2 separate regions of the Sus scrofa genome follow, and region 1 is linked to region 2. A link is a contact called in public HiChIP or PLAC-seq data. All regions are on one chromosome and are shown on one strand. Each heading gives the region's core, a stretch centred on a gene start, on an enhancer-like site or on the middle of the called end of the contact. The rest is flanking DNA. Distances are from core to core; before and after follow the strand shown. Region 1 overlaps SBF2 (myotubularin-related protein 13). Region 2 overlaps LOC110259727 (a long non-coding RNA gene).

The links. HiChIP or PLAC-seq counts read pairs in DNA pulled down with a chosen protein or histone mark.
Region 1: an H3K27ac HiChIP or PLAC-seq map of alveolar macrophages shows a contact between it and region 2. The contact joins two enhancer-like sites. A contact is called at or near these places in 1 of 47 Hi-C or Micro-C datasets (liver) and 1 of 2 datasets of contacts at active chromatin or transcription factors (alveolar macrophages).

Annotation. Positions count from the first base shown.
Region 1 is chr2:49,528,342-49,534,236 of Sscrofa11.1, forward strand. It overlaps SBF2 (myotubularin-related protein 13), which reads left to right. Exons shown (of 40, transcript XM_003122980.5): 15 at 607-716; 16 at 2,081-2,230. Among named protein-coding and RNA genes, the nearest start is that of SWAP70, 270 kb to the right of the region's middle. Within about 2 kb of position 2,585, at least 3 of the 83 cell types and tissues checked have an H3K27ac peak or open chromatin away from gene starts, as enhancers often do. A contact at or near this core is called in alveolar macrophages, where this site is marked.
Region 2 is chr2:49,204,881-49,211,054 of Sscrofa11.1, forward strand. It overlaps LOC110259727 (a long non-coding RNA gene), which reads left to right. Exons shown (of 3, transcript XR_002342104.1): 1 at 1-339; 2 at 924-1,081; 3 at 2,223-2,262. Among named protein-coding and RNA genes, the nearest start is that of ADM, 24 kb to the right of the region's middle. Within about 2 kb of position 4,906, at least 18 of the 83 cell types and tissues checked have an H3K27ac peak or open chromatin away from gene starts, as enhancers often do. A contact at or near this core is called in alveolar macrophages, where this site is marked.

The sequences.
Region 1 (5,895 bases), core at 1,335-3,834, 320 kb after region 2:
TTTTTTTAAAAAATTTTATTATGATTGATTTACCATGTTCTGTCAATTTCTGCTGTACAGCAAAGTGACCCAGTTATACATATATATACATCCTTTTTTTCACATTATCCTCCATCATGCTCCGTCACAAGTGATCAGAGTTTTAGAACCTAATTTTTTATGGTATGTGGTTTTGATTTGGTCATATGTTAGTGATATAAACTTCTTTTCCTGGTAGTAGTCCTCATATATAAGAGTTAGTTTACTTAAATTTGTCAGGATGCTGTACCTGAAACATTTCTTACCTGTTTATGTACAATTAAAGGTAGGAAAAAGTTTATCTTTGCTTAATAATATTTTACTGTCCAATATGAATTAATTATGTAAATAGAGTTAAATGCAAAATTAGAATGTGTCCTCTGAAATTATCCTCAATGAGCCATAACCTGCCACTTCACAACCTAAAAATGTAATCAAAGTAATGAAATGAAATACCTTCGGTGTATGTAACAAGGAAAAAAAACTGTCAAGCATTGGTTGTGTAAACAGTTATAGTCATATAAACTGTAAACAGTAATATTCCCAGGAGTCTAATTTATTTGTATTTTCCTTATATTCCTTTATTAGTTTCAATAATGGATAAGGTGACAACAGTTTTCAACAGTGCACAGAGATTGGAAGTTGTTAGAAACTGCATCTCATTCATATTTGAAAATAAAACATTGGAGACTGAAAAGGTAATAAAATGCCATCTTTCCCAAGTAAGCATTCTTCATGTTGCTTTCAGATTTCTATGTTTAGCTTGCCAACTGACTTCTCCTTTAATTCCATCTCTTTTCCTCATAAAGTATCCTTTCATTGTTTCCATCATTTTAAATGAACAGTGTCGAAGATATAAAATCTTAGCCAATTCTAGTAATGTGACAACCAGAGAGGTAATGAGAGTCCCTTTTTCCCCTGAAACTTTTAAACATTGTTCATTAAATCTTATTTTGGCATATTACTAAGAAACTTAACATTTAAAATATAATTTGATTTCTTACAAAGAATCTAGTTAGAACAAGTAGTGAATTATAAAAATTGTGGTCTTTAATTAAGTGTGCCTTGTTAAAGCACATTTTCTTATCTTTAGTAAAACACACTAAACATTATGTAACCTTTCCCTAGTGACTCTTCATAGTTCTGAACCTCTATTACAGGGGGCAAGGAAAGCATATCAAATAAAGCTTTTATCTTTGCTCTAAATGACCTCAAACCCTTTATGTTTTGAGGGTTTTGGTATCTATTTTTACTTAAGGTTGAAGTGTTACAGACTTTCTTTTGCTTCTCTTGCTTTCAGCTTTCACACCCTGTTTCTTATACCTGTTGTAATAATATTAGGTCTTCCTACTCTCAAGCTTCTTTCCTTTCTTCTCATTTGCTCCTTCATTCTCATTTTAGGTTTTCAGAGTTAAATAAGCTTATTATTATTTTATGTAAAGTAAATTAATTAGACTCTAAAAGTGAACCGGAAGAGGCATTCTTATGGGTGATGAGTGGAAGGGTTTTAATACATAAACCTAGAGATTTCTATTTGTTGCTCTGTTCCTCCCCCCCATTATCTTTTGAAATGAGAAGAGATTAGAGAATTTTCTGGTCATAAATTAAAACTGAATAGTGATTAAGTTGCTGATCAGTTTACAAATATAAAATTACTTATGATTCTTATCATTTAAAAATGTCCTTCTATTCTTGCCATGGAGATGTGGCCAGTTATTGAAAGAACGTGTCTAAGTATCTGTGGTTTTGACTCATAATCTGAAGCCACAGTTATTTTGGTGACCACAGTTTTGATGAGCTTTTTTAAAATGAAATTTAATGTTTTTTAAATGTATCACATAAACCTAGTCCTACTTATTTTCATGCTGCCTTACAAATAAAAAGTCACCATAAACCATCTATTTAGAATTGTCCTTAATTGCTAATCAACTCTTTTCTAGAAGTTTGTCTACTAATAAATCTGTTAAGTGGTTTATAGGTTACACATGAGTTTTCAGTGTGCTTGAAAGTTACTTTTTTCCTAGTGGTGCCTTTTGTTCACTTCTGCCTCTGTTGTCCTCAGACCCTTCCTGCTGCATTGAGAGCCCTTAAAGGAAAGGCAGCAAGACAATGTCTCACTGATGAGCTGGGTTTACATGTTCAGCAAAATCGGGCAATATTAGACCATCAACAGTTTGACTACGTAGTAAGAATGATGAACTGTACTCTACAGGTAACTTTTAGTTCTTTCAGATTATCTTTCTTACTTGAGAATATTTTTATTTTTTCTGGAGGATTCAGTAATTACCAATGTATCAGGTTCTTGAAACTTCCACAGCCAACAGATTAAAGAGCCAATATCTATACCATTTCTGTTAGAAATGGTATATATTGCCTGGCATAAATATTAAGAGTTTTTTTATTCTTTCTTTGTTTTTTCATTAAAATATTAGGTTATTTTACTAGTTATATAAGCAAGCTTTCTGAAAATAAAAGTCATCTTTAAAACATTAGTTATATATTACTTAATGACTGTATTCATGTCAGTCTTTTTCAGTCAGTTTTCAGTTGTACTATTAAATTGGAGGGCAGCGAATGGTGAGTAATCCAAATGAGAAATGAATTGCTCAATTAAGTGTTTAGTAAGTACTTTGTGTGGGTAAAACACAAAAAATTTCCAATTGGTTGTGAAATATGTATATGATCTTAGAGATAAACTTCCCACAAAATAATGAAGATACTAGGAGAAGCAAACAATTTGATTTCCCCATCCTGTCTTTGTGATGTTGGCATCATATTCTTTATAAGCTATGCAAAAATCCTTTCTTAAATTTTTTGTACAGGCAGAAAGTTGTGATTAAAAACTGAGATTTCAAAGACTGTCTGTACCAGAGAAACTGAGTAAAATGCGTGTAAAATCCTAGTAGATTGGAAAGTGAGAATTATAGTGTATAATTAATAACAAAATTTGTAGATGAAAAAAGGCCTCAATAAATGGAAAGATATACCATGTTCTTGGCTTGGAAGACTCAATATTATAAGGATATCATTTCTTCCAAAAATAATCTATAGAGTTACTGAAATTCCCATCAGAATCCCAACTGGAAGAGCAAAAGTCCGAGACTTACCAACACACGCCTAAAAAAAAAAAAAAAAAGCATGAGATTTGGCCTTGTCACATATCAAAAATTAGTTTAAAAGAAGACATATACATTGCCCAACCGTACACAAAAATGTGTTCAACATCACTAACCATCAGAGAAGTGCAAATCAAAATCACCTCACATCTGTTAGAATGGCTGTTATCAAAGAGACAAGAGATAATAAGTATTGGCAAGGATGTGGAGAAAAAGGAACCCTTGTGCACTGTCAGTGGGAAGGTAAATTGGTGTAAGCATTGTAAAAAATAGTTTTATGTATCCAAAGGAAATGAAAACAGTATATTAAAGACATATCTGCATTCCCATGTTCACTGCAGCATTAGTCACAATAACCAAGACACAGAAGCAACTTAAACATCCATCACTGGGTGAGTGGATAAAGAAGATGTGGTATATTTATGCAATACAATGGAATATTACTCAGCCATGAGAAAGAAGGAAATTCTACCATTTGCAACAACATGGATGAACCTTGAAGGCATTGTGCCAAATGAAACAGACCAGTCAGAGAAAGACAAATACTGCATGGTATTATATATGGAACCTTTTCAAAAAAGGCCAAACTCTTATAAACAGAGTAGAAAATGGTTGCCAAGGGCTGAGGGGTGGAGGAAATAGGGAGAGGTTGATAGCAGGTAGAAACTTCTAGCTATAAGATGACTAAGGCTCGGGTATCTAATGTAAAACATGGCGACTACAGTGGATAACACTGTATTATATAACTAATATTGCTAAGAGTGCTGAGCTTGAATGGTTTTACAAAAGAAGAGAAATATGTAAGGTGAGGTGTTAACTCAGTTGTTATAATCTTTTCATAAAGTATACCTAAATCATCTCAGTGTACACTTTAAATATCTTACAATTTTTTGGGGGTTACATACACAATAACACAAATTTTTAAAATTAATTTACAGTAATTAAGACAGTGGGATGTTGGCACAGTCATAAACAAGTTGAATATAAGAGAATGTGGAGTTTATAAACAGATGTATACATGTATAGAAACGTGATTTATGACAAAATTGGTGTTTCAGATCAGTGGCAAAGGAGGTAAAAAATTCAGCAACTTAGTACTGGGATGGTTGGGAGACCATGTACACATAATGAACCGTGTATACAAAAAATGTACAGATACCTCATACCATACACTAAAATCAGTTTTATGTGGATTAAATGCTTAAATATGAAAAGCCAACCTATATAGTTTTTCCAACAGCATAAAGGAAATATCCTTATGACTTTGGGGTAAAGAAAGATTTCTTTCACAAGGTACAAATAGTGCCAGTCTTAAAAGATGGTTATAGACCATCAATTTTACCTCAGTTAAAAAGAAAAGATTGCTAAACTCTGCTACGTTAGAATTAGAACTTCTGTTCATCAAAAAAATACCATAAAGAGAGTGAAACTGTGAACTTCAGAGTGAGAGATGTTTGCAAAGCATATGACTGCCAGTGGATTAGTACTTAGATTATAAAAACTACAAGTCAATAAGAAAAACACAACCCAAATTTTAAATAGGCAAGAGACTTAAAATATCTCTGAGTAGAGGAAATCCACTTGAATAATTAGTGTATGTAAAAGATAACATTTTTTAAAGAGATGATCTATGTCAATAATTGGAGAAATGTAAATTAAAGCCACAATGAGATAGCATTTTACACTCACTATTTTGTAATAATTTTTGAAACCGGATAATGTTAAGTATTGGTGAAGTTATGGAACAAAAAGAACATGTTAACTCCACTTATTAGAATATAAAGTGGGAGTTCCCATCGTGGAGCAGTGGTTAACAAATCCGACTAGGAACCATGAGGTTGCGGGTTCGGTCCTTGCCCTTGCTCAGTGGGTTAACGATCCAGCGTTGCCGTGAGCTGTGGTGTAGGTTGCAGACGCGGCTCGGATCCTGCGTTGCTGTGGCTCTGGTGTAGGCCGGTGGCTACAGCTCCGATTCAACCCCTAGCCTGGGAACCTCCATATGCCACGGGAGCAGCCCTAGAAATAGCAACAAACAACAACCAACATCAAAAAAACAAAAGACAAAAAAAAAAAAAAAAAGAATATAAAATGGTGTAATACCTTTAGAAAATTTAGTAAGATATAACAAGAAATAATATTTTCCTATACAGCTAAATATGAAAGTATCCAATGACCCTGTGATTCCACTCTTAAAGGAGTTTTTACCCACATACCGCAAAAGATATGCACAAAAATATTCACAGGAAAATTTTTTGAAATAGCAGAAAACTGGAAACAACTCATATGCTGACCAGCAGTAGAATGTATAAATAAATGATGCTGTTTTCTTATGTTACAATATTATTTAGCAGAGGAGTTCCTGCTGTGGTTCAGAGGGTTACAAGCCCAAGTACTATCCATGAGGATGTGGGTTCAGTCCCTGGCCTTGCTTAGTGGGTTAGGGATCCGACATTTCTGTCACCTGTGGCTCAGCTCCTGCATTGCTATGGCTGTGGTATAGGCCAGCAGCTGCAGCTCCGATTTGACCCCTAGCCTGGGAACTTGCATATGTCTCAGGTGTGGGTCTGACAAGCAACAAACAAGCAAACAAACAAAAAAACCCCCCGTATTAGTTAGCAGAGATGATGAATGAATTGCAGCTATAAAGAACAATGTGGATGAGTCTTAAGAAACTTTTATTTTTAAAAAAAGACATTTCAATTACAATACACTTTCATTCATATAAAATTCAAAGCATGTAATATGTTATTTAGAGATATTT
Region 2 (6,174 bases), core at 3,656-6,155:
GATCACAGGAATGCTAGTCTCTGACCAAGGACTTCAGTTAAGGCATCTGCCCTTCCGGCACCATTTCCATTTGGAAAGGGAGGGATAAGGTTGTATGCACTCATGGGGTTCAAAAAGCTTTTGCCATTTTTGAGGGTCAGTAAGTATAAATGTTCCTCTAAGCAGCTGCTGTTTCTCATTCCTGTTGAGGTCTCTCACAAGGAGGCAGCATCAGGTTCGAGCATCACAACTGGCCACAGCCGTACCGGCCTTGAAGATTTCTATGGTCTATTTTGAGCGATTTTACTGTTCATGGTCTTGGCAAACTTATCCACTTTCTGACAATATTTAGAGCCTGATGTAAGTGTGAACTAGATAATGACCTTTAAAGTCATGGCATGATGTTCTGTTTAAAGCTTTAATTTCTTCCTCAGGGTATCTGCAAGGTCCTCTGACCTCCGCACGGCCTCTTGGAGACTTCTCCAAATTTCTGTCCACTTGCTGGGGTGGGGCTGGGGTATAACCAGAGGACTTTCACGTGTCTTGGGCTGTGAGGAATGTCCAAGCCTGCAGACACCATTCCCTACGTTTTGACGCTTTTGCAGCCTTTCCTGAGGTGCATAACACTGACTGGCTCGTCCCAGGCATGTCTTTCTCTCTGAACATTTTAGGATCTTCCCCAAAACAGGCATGTGCCAGCATGTCACCAGCTCCCCCCAGTGAGCTGTTACTAGGACTGGGCTAAGGTTTCACGCTCGACATGGCTAAAACAATACCATATCTGTAGCTTAACTTTACATGACTCACCAGAAGAGCTATTTTAAACAGAATTTGTAGCGACTAAGATTACATTTGTTCTAGGAAAAAGACTTGAAGGGACAAGAGGCTAATGCAATATTTCGAAGTGCTCTTTTTAAGCTCACAGGAGCTTATTTTCTTGACAGCATCCCGGTTACCAGGCACAACAGGAGGTGGCAAGAACCTGTATCTAAAACACTCAAACAACCATGTCCTGGTGTCTTCCGATGGGAGTGCATGTCCGTCAGAGGACAGGTTTGCAGAAACAGTGATGATCTCGTTCATCCAGCCACAGGGGAGTCTGGTAAGTACATTTGCAAAATAACATTTGTCAGGATAGAGCTCCGAGAGCCTTAGGAGGAGCAGAGTGTAGCAGTCGCCTGCTTACTTTACACTCATCTTCACTTCTCTTGGCAAATACCACGCTCTCTTCCCCTCCCTAGAGTGCAGAACCCAATTGAAGCCTCTGGCTCTGACATTTGGGCCAGGACAGGGTTTCTGTGGGTAGCAAGGGATCAACAGATGCCCAAGACAGCAGGCTCCCACGCTACTCAAATCTCAGTCATTCTCCTGAGAATAAAGCGCCCATCTTATTCTCCTGAGAAGTTGCTTCCCGTCCTGGAAAAAAAGAAAAAAAAATCCAGAAACTTTGAGTGAGATTCTCACTCTCAAGAGAATCTCCAGAAGACAAGTACAGTGTAATATTTATGATCTCACACATATGTGGACGCTTAAAAACAAAAAAAAAAAAAATTGAACTCCTAAAAACAGAGTGTAGAATGGTGGTGGCCAGGGACTGGGCGGGGGGCGGGGTAGGAATGGTAGATGTTGACCAAAGCCAAAAGGTACAAACCTTCAGCAATAAGATGAATAAGTTCTGGGGATTTAATGCACAGCATGATAATTACACTTAATACAACTGTATCATCTACTTGAAATTTGTTAAGAGGGTAGATCTTAAGCATTCTCACCACATACACAAGTAGCTGGGTGAGGTGATGGTTGTGTTAATTAGCTTAATTGCAGTAATCACTTCACAATGTATACATATATAAAATCATCGCATTGAATACTTTAAACATATACATGTCAGTTATACCTCAATAAAGCTGGAGGGGAGAAAAAAAAAGAAAATCTAAAAAATAAAGAATCTCCAGGCTAAGAATCTCCACAACACAATCCAGTCCTCTTGAGTTTTCCTGTCTAGGGTCTCCCATTTGACCTCCCATTGCCATCATCACATTAGACCCCTTAGGGAAATGCTGATTTTTTTTTTCCGTACCAGCAGCATGCATAAGTTCCCAAGTTAAGGATGAAACCCAAGCCACAGCAATGATAATGCTAGGTCCTTAACCAGCTGAGCCACCAGGGAACTCCTGGTATTTCTTTAGTAGGATACTAATTCCTTCCCTAGGAACTCTTCTTTTTTTTTTTTTCCTTTTCAGGGCTGCACCCGTGGCATAGGGGTCGAATCGGAGCTACAGCTGCCGGCCTACACCACAGCCACAGCAATGTCAGATCCGAGCCCCATCTGCAACCTACACCACAGCTCACAGCAATGCCGGATCCTTAATCCACTGTGAAAGGTCAAGGATCAAACCGGCATCCTCATGGATGCTAGTCAGATTTGTTTCCACTGAGCCATGACGGGAACTCCCTGAGCTCTTCTTTACATAGCTGAGACAAGTTGGAACTTTTCCAAAGCCTTTACAAAATTCTGAGAAAGAACGAGGATATAAACACGAAAATACACGAAGTATAAACACAGGCAGGCTTGTGCAAGACATTAAAATGGTAATGTTTAGGGAATGAGACATGCAAGGAGGAATTTTATACATTATAATTTTCTTGTTATTTGATTTTTTCCAAGAATTATATTTAATTTATAAGTAGTACACATATATTGGAAAACTTACATGGTATTCATTGGGGATTCTGTTTGTTTTTTTTTTTAATTTTATCAAGGTTTTTATTTATTTAAAAAAAATCAATGTAAAATACTATGTAAGTTTCAAGTGTACAATATAGTGATTCACAATTTTTACCCTATTTATAGTCTTACAAAATATTGGCTATGTTACCTGTGCTGTACAATATGTCCTTGTAGCTTATTTATTTTACACATAGTAATTTGTATCTCTTAATTTCCTATCCCTTTTGGTGCTATCATTACATTCCAGTTCCTATGATTCATTCTATCCAGAGACTTTGCCCTTTATTAACCTTTCTATCCCCTACCCTCCCCAGCAGTTCTCACAGACCCACTCACAAGAACAATGGATAATGGGTTTGATCATTCATTCAGCAAACATGCTACTACATGCCATCTATCATGCCAGACAATGAATAATATCTTCAAGGCTTATCAGTACTACTCAGGTGCCTTTTCTCTTTCATAGGAGAATGATCAAGGGTCATTTCCTTAAAACTCCATTCTGTGCCCATCTACAAGGTCCCAGAGCTTACTTTTGTGTGTGTGTGTGTGTCTTTTTAGGGTCGCATCCGTGGCATATGGAGGTTCCCAGGCTAGGGGTCTTATCAGAGCTACAGCTGCTGGCCTGCAGCAACACCAGATCTGAGCCGAGTCTGTGACCTACACCACAGCTCACGGCCACGCCAGATCCTTAACTCACTGAGCAAGGCCAGGGATCAAACCTGTGTCCTCATGAACGATAGATTCGTTTCTGCTGAGCCACAACGGGAACTCCAAGCTTACTTTTTTTTTTTTTTTTTTGATAAAAAAGAGGAAGAATAGGCACTTAGAATTACATGAAAACATATTTAATAGATTCATTAATCTCTGCCAATAAAAAAGATCTTGGGAGTTCCCGGCATGGCTCAATGGTTAACGGGTGCGGCCCTAGAAATGGCAAGACAAAAAAAAAAAAAAAAGATCTTGGCTGAAGACTTCTCATAAGACAATGGATCCATATAAATGGGTCACAAAACTGCAAAGAAAAAAAATTCCCACTTTCTGATTAGTAGCAGCAAAAACTACTAATGGGAGTTCCCACTGTGGCTCAGAAGGTTAAGAACCTGCCACAGTCTCTGTGAGGATGTGGGCCTTGCTCAGTGGGTTAAGGATCCAGCATTGTCTCAAGATGCAGCATAGGTCACAGGATGTGGCTAGGATCTGGTGTAGCCATGGCTGTGGCGTAGGCCAGCAGCTGCAGCTCTGATTCAGCTCCTAGCCCAGGAACTTCCATAGGGTGCAGGTGCAGCTGTTTTAAAAAAAAGCTATTAATCTAGTCAAGACAAGGAGGTCTTCTGGGTACTACCAGGAAGGTGATCAAGGGCCCTTATTCGGCCCATCTATGCTTATGACTATTACCTGCTCCCCTGTTCTTTGCCCGGGCTCCATGGAGATACTATTTCTCTCCTCCCTTTCCTCATCTAACACGGGCTCAAGAATCCTCACCTGGGAGTGATTCAAATTGGTTTAGCCTTATCTTGCCTGGAGACTCCAGCTTCCCTTCATCTCTCTCATTTTCCTCAAGAAAGACAGAGATAAAACATTTGAAGATTTTACAAATGAACCTCATCCCAAGGTTTGCAGTCACCTCTGCTGATAAATGCACTGCAGAAGGGCATGTTGGAGGAAGAGGTCCCCCTGACACATCCGAGGGGAACAGTCTGTGCCTGGGGAATTTGCCTTGGGTTATGACTTTCATGACATCATTGGCCCACGAGGAAAGGGCATCCAAACCTACACCTCACTGGCCAGACCCCTGCATGGATGTCCTTGGAAGGTTGCCAGGGTCAGGGCATCAGCCCTTCCCTCCTGTGCCGGAGCAAGTCTGTATCAATGGATGGGACAGACAGGACTTATTGGCCTGAGAGAAGAAAGACACTGGTGAGGCCCAGCAATCCATCCCAGGAAATGACAGGCCAGTCGGTACCCAACTATACAAACGTGTTTTCTGACCACCCCCCAAATTCTTCAAGGCACTTTGCTAAAATAAATCATTTTATTTATTTTAATCCTAGAATCAGTTCAAGAATTTATTCCTAAGAAAACAGCAGGTGGCAGCAAAGTTTTACTTTTTTTTTTTTTTTTAACCCGTTGGGCAAGAATTGAAAAACACAGTGTCATGGAATTATCTCCTCATTTCTGAGTCAGCCAACTGGCCCAGAAACTGGCACAATGCCATCTTGTGATGTGGAGTATATAGAGTCTTCTTGAGTAGGCTCTGTGCATTTTGACAAGAGAACCCCCAAAATGTCTCCCCCGAAACCAGAGGCCTGCCTGGTTCTTTCTGCAAGGCAGACAGGGAAGTGACCGGCACAGAGTGGCCCCATCACAGAGCCAAGGGCTGTGGCTGCGAGTCTCGTGTTCTCTTGCCCAACGTCAAGGAGTTGCTCACTCACAATGGGGCGGCCCTCAGGGAAACCTGAGAATGATTAAGTGGAAGTGTGCCTAAAAATTGTGTGTGCACCTCATAGCATTTTCACCATCTAGTATGATGTAACCCACGAGGTGAAATGTGTGGGTAGAGAAAGACAGGGAAGACAAAAGGGATTTTAAAATCTGGTCTCTGGTGTACCTAGAGATTTAGAGACCTCCAAAGGCTACATGACCACTGACTGCTGAAGCTCTGGGCTTGGGAGAGACAATGCCAAGATCACTGTCTGGTTTGGTCTCAAATGTCTTCCTTGCCTTAGTATTATGCTTGGCTCCCAACTTCAATTTGTGGCCAGAAAGTTTCCATTGCCCCAGCACAGCTCTAGAGTTTGGAACCCAAGTCTTTTTTTGTTTGTTTTTGGTTTTTGTCTTTTTAGGGCCGCACCCTCAGCATATGGAGGTTCCCAGGCTAGGTGGTGAATTGGAGTTGTAGCTGCCAGCCTACGCCACAGCCACAGCAACACCGGATCCGAGCCGCGTCTGCGATCTACGCCGAAGCTCAGAGCAGTCAACGCCAGGTCCTTAACCCACAGAGCGAGACCAGGGATCGAACCTTGCATCCTCATTCGTTTCTGCTGAGCCATGACAGGAACTCCTGGAAGCCAAGTTTTGGCTGAATTGTTTTGCAGAACAAATCCAGGTTTGACTTTATGAATTGACAGACCAGTTTATTTCATCCCCAAATGTGCTTCTGAACTCTCTCACACCCATTTTAGATTGAGCCACTTAATTTCCATCCAGGTGGACACTCTCTTCCTGTTTAAAGTCAGGATGGAAAGGGGTGGGGGGAGGGCCAGAGGATTGTGCCTAGTCATTATTTTTTAAAGATACAGAACTTGTTATGGAAAAGAAAGACAAAATTGAAGACGTTGTTTTCAAGATCCTAAACAGATTTTACAAACAGACGTGTTTGTGGGTTTTCTTTCTGGAAAAGGAATTGACGGAAAAGTGAGTAGCTCTGGCCTTTTGTAAGTTGTGTAAGTACATCTGCAGCA